Regions from separate parts of the Triticum aestivum genome. Here region 1 is linked to region 2. The links are chromatin contacts, called in public Hi-C maps. All regions are on one chromosome and are shown on one strand. The core of a region is the stretch at or near the end of the contact, and the rest is flanking DNA. Distances in the headings are between cores, read along the strand shown.

The links. Hi-C and Micro-C count contacts between places; a contact is called where the count stands out from the background.
Region 1: a Hi-C map of leaf shows a contact between it and region 2, with 2.7 times the contacts expected there. The contact joins the promoter of LOC123188063 here to the enhancer-like site in region 2. A contact is called at or near these places in 1 of 5 Hi-C or Micro-C datasets (leaf) and 1 of 1 datasets of contacts at active chromatin or transcription factors (leaf).

The regions. Positions count from the first base shown.
Region 1 is chr2A:146,512,033-146,515,505 of IWGSC CS RefSeq v2.1, reverse strand. LOC123188063 (probable LRR receptor-like serine/threonine-protein kinase At1g74360) reads right to left here and starts at 2,173. Exons shown (of 2, transcript XM_044600090.1): 1 at 1,877-2,173; 2 at 1-1,762. The coding sequence starts at 1,922.
Region 2 is chr2A:146,169,638-146,172,839 of IWGSC CS RefSeq v2.1, reverse strand. No RefSeq gene overlaps it. Among protein-coding and RNA genes, the nearest start is that of LOC123188060, 27 kb to the right of the region's middle. Within about 2 kb of position 1,514, at least 1 of the 8 cell types and tissues checked has an H3K27ac peak or open chromatin away from gene starts, as enhancers often do. A contact at or near this core is called in leaf, where this site is marked.

The DNA of each region.
Region 1 (3,473 bases), core at 924-3,423, 340 kb before region 2:
AGCCGGCCAATCGCCGGTGGCAGCTGCCCCGTGAGACGGTTGCCGTCGAGGTGGAGCAAGCTGAGGCTCCGCATTGCACCGATCTGTGACGGTATCTCACCGGAAAGCAAGTTCCCTGACAGCTGCACGTACCCGGAGACCGTGTTGGACCTTGCCGGCGACGAGGAGTTGGTGCAAATTGGGACGATTCCGTAGCCCTTGAGGATGCGGTCCCATATGGTGCGGCAGTTTTCCCGAGTCATGACGGAGTAGACAAAGCTGAACGGGGGATAGCTCGCAGGGATCCACCGTTTCATGGCCTGGCACTCGCCGGAGCCGGCGAGCACGCTCGTGTCATTCCGGTTCTTGGCGAAGGTCGGGCCGGGATTCCTCCCTATCTCTGTCATCTCCGGTGGAATCTTGCCAGTCAACCGGTTGTCGGCCAGGTTCAGCCAGAGCAAGCTGGTGCAGTTGCCGATTTCAGGTGGTATCTCTCCGAAGAGCTGGTTCCCGGCGAGCATCAGCCATAGCAGCGATGTGAGGTTCCCTATTGTCGCCGGGATCCCACCCGAGAGCGTGTTGTTAGACAGGTCCAGCGCCTGGAGCTCGGCGAGACGGCCGTACACCGGCGGTATGGTGCCGGAGAAGTTGTTCTCGGCGAGCATCAGGTATTTGAGGCTCTTCATGTCGGCCATCTCTGGAGGGAGTTCGCCGGTGAACTGGTTGAAGCTGAGGTCGAGCCTGGCGAGCAGCGGTAGCCGGAGCACGCCGGAGGCCACGATGCCTCCGGTGTAGTTGTTGTGATGAAGCACAAGATACTTCAAGCTCGTGAAGTTGCCGAAAATTTGTTGCACGTCGCCGCCAAACTTGTTGGTGCTCATGTCCAAGAACTGAAGCCTCCCGCAGTTCGTCAGCTCCGGCGGTATCTTCCGATCGAACTTGTTTTTCCCAAGAATCAGCGTCTCGAGGACGGCGAGCTTCCCGATTCCGGCAGGTATAATCCCAGTGAAATTATTCCCCCACAGCGACATGTAGGTCAAATTCGTGCAATTGGCGACGGAATCCGGGAAGCCCCCGACCAGCTGATTATCGGAGAGGTCCAAGGACTGGAGCCTGCAGCCACCAGGAAACGTGCTCCACGGGACGCTGCCGGTGAGGTTGTTCTCGGCGGCGCTGAATTCCCTGAATTTCGCGATCCCCGGCCAGAGCTCGCCGGTGAAGTTGTTGGAGCTGAGGTCGACCTTGTCCAGCCTGGGGCAGCCGTCGTACAGGCCGGTGATGTTGCCCGTGAGATTGTTGGTGGACAGGTCGAGCAAGGTGAGGTCGGCGCATATCGCCGGGAAGTTGACGGCGACGGCGCCCTCGAGCCGGTTCCCCGACACGTCGAGCGTCTGTAGCCTGGTCAGCCCGGAGAGGTTGAGCGGCCCGGTGATGAGGTTGTGGGAAAGGTTGAGGCGCAGGAGGCCGCGGCATTGGTTGAGGTCAGCGGCGGGGAGCGGGCCGGTGATGGAGTTGTCAGAGAGGTCGAGCGTAGTGAGCGCCGGGAGCCGCGAGAAGCCGCCGAACGCCGGGCCGGAGATGGCCGAGCGCGTCAGGTTCAGAGACGCGACGCGGCCGCCCCCGTCGCAGGTGACTCCACCCCACGCGCACGGCGACGGGTCGGACTCCTGCCACCCGTCGTAACCGCCCCGGTTGACCTTGTTGTTGGCAACGAGGAAGCGCTTGAGCTCCACCAGCACCTCCTTGTCGCCGGCGCTCTGCGCGGCAATCAGCACCACCTCACCTTCAAGAGCAATCGACCCCCTCAAATTAGACCGACTCCACGCGCAATTCAGCTCCCACACCCCAAGAAGAGAAGAAGAGAAGAGAGCAAGAAAGGGAGGCCGGCGGTGTGTACCTGCGAGGAGGAGCAGGCAGAGGAACCGGAGGAGCAGGGGAGACATGGCCTGCCCTCCTGAATAATCATGGAAGAATCGAATCCTAGACGAAAGGTGTGCCTCTCCTCATGCGCGAGCGGTCTATTCTTCTTCTTGGCTTGGCTTCTCTGCTATGCTCGGTGCTCGCTTGGCTCGCCCCTCAATCCGAAGACGAGGCCGACGAGAGGTGTGAAGTAAGCAAGCGGAAAGACAAAACAAAAGTCTGAGGTTGTTTAGGGGTTAATCCACATGTGGGTGGAGGGACTAGTAGTATGCGGGGGCGTCGCTGTCCCCCCGTCTGGACCTTTGAATTCCCGCTGTTCCATCTTTGTTAATTCGGCGCTGACTGCACGGGGAGCCAAAAGGACACGAGTCTGACCGACTCTCACTGGTTTGGTTGTGCCCGAATTCCCTTGCTTTCCCTCCAAGGCCTTGATTTGTCACCGTTTTTAATCGATGATTTTTAAATTTGAGAGAAGGCACGTCAGCAATGTCGGGAATAAATACTGCGAGAACGAGAAGGGATCGAGCAAGACTGTTTTTTAACAGCTCAGACGACATCTCAAGCTACCATATGGCCGCATGACGACATCTCAAGATCCTTGATCCTAGCGTAGGTGCCCGCCGAAATTCCACCGGAAGCTTCGTTGGATGTTGTTTCCTTTCTCTTGATCAACTACTAGTAACGTTTTTCGTTTTTCCCTGAAAGAAAAACTGGTAGTAGTACTATGATGTTTTGGCTTGGACTGTTGGTCCAGGTAATAGCGGCCGCCGTTGTTGACAGGCGGAAGGGCGGCAACGGTTTGGGTCAGCCTGCCGCGGGAGTTATGATGGGGCCGAAGCGAACGGCCTGCGCACGGGTGACCCGTGCGCGTGCGCGTGGTGGGCGCGCGCGTGTGCAGACGTGAAGCTTCCAAAGCGCACAATGCAGTAATGATGCGCTCTACGCGTGTGAAGAGTTAAGAGCAACAGCCGTTCGGTCCCTCAAACACCCACAGACACGTCTTACCAATCCGCCCTTTCAAACGCCCTGTCGTGTCCACGGACAGTGACAAATCACGTCTCAAATAATGCATTTCATATCCGAATATCTTAAATTAGAAACCTTAAATCCATATTATTACATGCAACACAACGATCTTTGAGCGAAGCTCGTCCGGCTCCGTCCCATGTCCGGCGGCCGGCTGTGCCCCTCATAGTGTCGGTCCGGTCACCACCTAGGTAGAGTAGGGCATAGGACACAAGCCGGCTCACGTGACTCAAGGCGCCGCCGTCTCCCATGCCCCACTCTTCCTCGTCGGAGCCCGAAACCCGAATAGTGCCGGTGGATGTCAGATTGATGATGGATTCCTCCTAGGACGAGCCGGTGACGTCCACCACTACGCGGTTGCGGCGCCCGGACTGCTGCATCATACGGGGCGTCGGAGAATGCGACTCTGTCTCGTCGACGTCCACCGCCGCCTCCCGCGCCCGCTGCCTCGCACAGCGGGCACGTCGTGCCATGTTCTCGTCGGACGAGGCCCATGGTGCGTCCCGATGCTCGGCGCGCCAACAGAGGGGTTGCACGTCCGCCACCGT
Region 2 (3,202 bases), core at 265-2,764:
CGGCCTAGTTCGTCCCACGATTTGCCTAGGTACCGGAACATGGGTTCTCTGGTTGAACGGGAGTTCGTGGACAGCGTGCGCGGCTGGGCGGAGACGGGACGCCAGAGCGACGACCAACACGCTCTCACCTCCGAGGCCGTTGCGTTCAAGGCCAGTGTCCTGCACATGGGCGCAACACCGCATCCAAGGCCGAAGTCCTACCTGCTCGCCGTAGAGTATGCCGTCGTGCACCCGCGCTCACTCGCTCGCTCCTGCCTAAAGCCGTCGAGTACGCCGTCGTGCATCCTAGTTCCTGCCTACAGCCGTCGAGTACGCCGTCTTGCAACTGCTCCTTGAGTGGCGGAGCCAGGTTTACAAAAGTGGGTGTACATAATTCAAGCTCGGTGTTATCTTAGTTAATTAGAACTAATTGATAGTATATGCAAAATACTCTTGTTACGCTTGTGTCTTACATGTTCTTAGAGTGCAAACCAAAATTAATGGGTGCACATATGTACACCCATTTCCTAATGTAGCTCCGCGCATGGCTCCTATACCTAGAGTCGTCCTCCGCTGCCGCTTAAATTGCTCGTCGCCGTGGCTTCCGGCCACCCCGCATGCACGCAGTCTTGTCCTCACTCCTAAGCCACACTGCAGCCCGCTCCGTTCCTCTCTCGTGGCGGCGGCGACCGGTTGCGAATGCAGTATTTTTTTGTTTAGACATACCAAAAGATAGTTAGTTGGGATGGTTAACAGGTGCAGAGCTCGATCTTGCTCGCTGGTCCGTATCGTATTCTTTCCATTTTCATCTTGCTATTTATTTCTCCTGCCGAGAAGTGGCCTCACACTTTATTTCTCCCACTGATAAGTAGGCCACACACACATGTTATGTTTAATCCGCCAATCCCGGCCCTTTTCCTGTTTGGATACGACCTTAAGGTTAAAAACGACCGGGATTATGAAATACAGGGTACGGACTTCGGAAATTTGAAGATGAGGGTTCATCTCGGATGAGCTCTACAAATTTAAGGTTTAAATCAGACTTCACTCTATGGCGACCGTGCATGCATCCATGCGAGAACAACATTTTTCACATTAGTTACACGCATGCGTGCATGGCGTGGGTTTGAAAAAAACAGTCCGTCGTCCGACTAACGCGCATGCGCAAACATCCTCCCGTACGGAGGCACCATTTTTCTCCAGCGATTACTTGGGGTTTGGATTGAACCCGTGCCGTGCTGCTTCTTTTTCCGCGGGGAGAACTCGTGCTTTTGACCGAAAAGAAAACCTGCACGTATGCGTACGCCCTTGTTTCTTTCAGGTTAGGTGAGACGTGACGCGACGCGAAATTAAATTACGCTGAACTAATTAGGTCGCCATGAACACATGCATGATGAACAGCGTGTCACATTCCCCGCCCTGGCCTGGCCTCTAGATGAGACACGCACAAAATCCGGTGAGAAGTTGCACCTACCTACCTAGCGGCGCGGCGCGGCGGAGAGGATCTTGGGCGGCGTGTGGCTTGAGCTGCGCGTGCAGTCTCCACATGTCCTTGTCACAGCACAATTAGCATGGTACCTTACGCCTGGCACGGAGCCGTGAAGACGGCATCTTCAAGTTCAAGCATAAACAAAACAGAAGCTAACAGCCCTCCTGTCTAATGATGGAATGATTGTTGGATCGAGGCACGCATGGTTGGTCGCGAGCACATGCACAGCGCATAGCAAAAGCATATACGTACGCGACAAGACAAAGGTGATCGGGATGACGGTGCTGTTGCGATTGCGAATGATCTATCTGCCTTCGCTCAGTCGTTTGTTCCCTTCCCGTCGTCGCAATCAGCGGCACATGGGTCCGGCTAACTGTGATGTGCCCTCCTCGGTGCTACTACGATGCAGATGTTCATATACATGCACATACACTCGCATATATGAACGTATAAACACACTCTATCTATATGAACATCTTCAAGATACTGAGTCTGGACAACAACCTAAAATTATGACAGTCATCCCAAGCGTCATCGTAGTCAATAAGAACATCTCATCTCACTCGACGTCTCCTCCCGACACGTGAAACGCCAAAGACGACGCGCGGCCGGATAGCGGCGGCTCTTTGTGTCCCGATGCAGGCGATCGAGGCGTCGCACGCACGCACGTTACGCGCGTGCGATCACTGGGGTGGGGGCGATACGTGACGAGGCAGCGGTCCAACGATTGTTATGCATGGTCAACACAAGCACGCTAGGTAGAGTGCAGGCGAGCGTACGTGTGCGGCGATGTGGATCGACGCCGACCTGCTTGATTTGATTGCTTGCATTTGCATGCACGTGTGGGGCGACTCAGAGCGTGTGGTATTGGCCGGGACGGTGAGAGTTTGTGGATTGCAAGGAAGACACTGATCGTTGTGCGGACCGTATCTCGTTGTCATTCTCTCTTTTTTTAAAGAAAACAGATCAAGCTTTCTTTTTGAGACATTCTCGTAGCGACGCGATATCGTACCAATGGCAGACTTCACTTGAAAATTAAGGGCATCACTGAGATGCCGCTTCTTCACTTGGCTAGCACTGCAGAACAGATGTTGGATCTCTGATAGACTTGTCAGACACGGGCTCGACCACCAGGAAGCGTGCCCTTTCTGCGACCAGCATGATGAGAGCATCGAACATATTCTGCTTCACTGCGTCTTTGCACGACAGGTTTGGTCTATCATTTGTTCGGCGACGGGCAAGCCTAACTAGACACCACGACAGGCCTCATGACTTTTGGACTAGTGCACTATCACTTGGGACCTTGGCAATAGGACGAAGGATGACAAGGCCGTCTTTCTACTGACGATGTGGGGGCTATGAAAACATCGCAACGCCATCGTGTTTGATGGGGTCTCTCCCTTCGTACGCACGATTGTTCACCGCATTGAGGGCGAGGGGCGTGCTTGGAGCAAAGCTGGGATCCTCAAGGGAGAAGTAGAGCCTCTGTTCGGGACGCTTAGGAGGTGGGCGAGCGAGAGTAGTTAGACTAGTTGTCCTATTTTAGCGGCGGAGTTGGTCCGCATGTAATGTCTTGCATGTATAAACCAACGTAGAGGGGTTCTTTCTCATCCCTTCTTTAGCGAGACTAGTTGTCCTACTTTAGCGCTGTTTTGAATAGTGGGTTGTGTCCTTTTGATCTACGTTATTTTTTAAGCGCGGTTACTATTCTGATGCGTCAGTCCTATGGGGTAT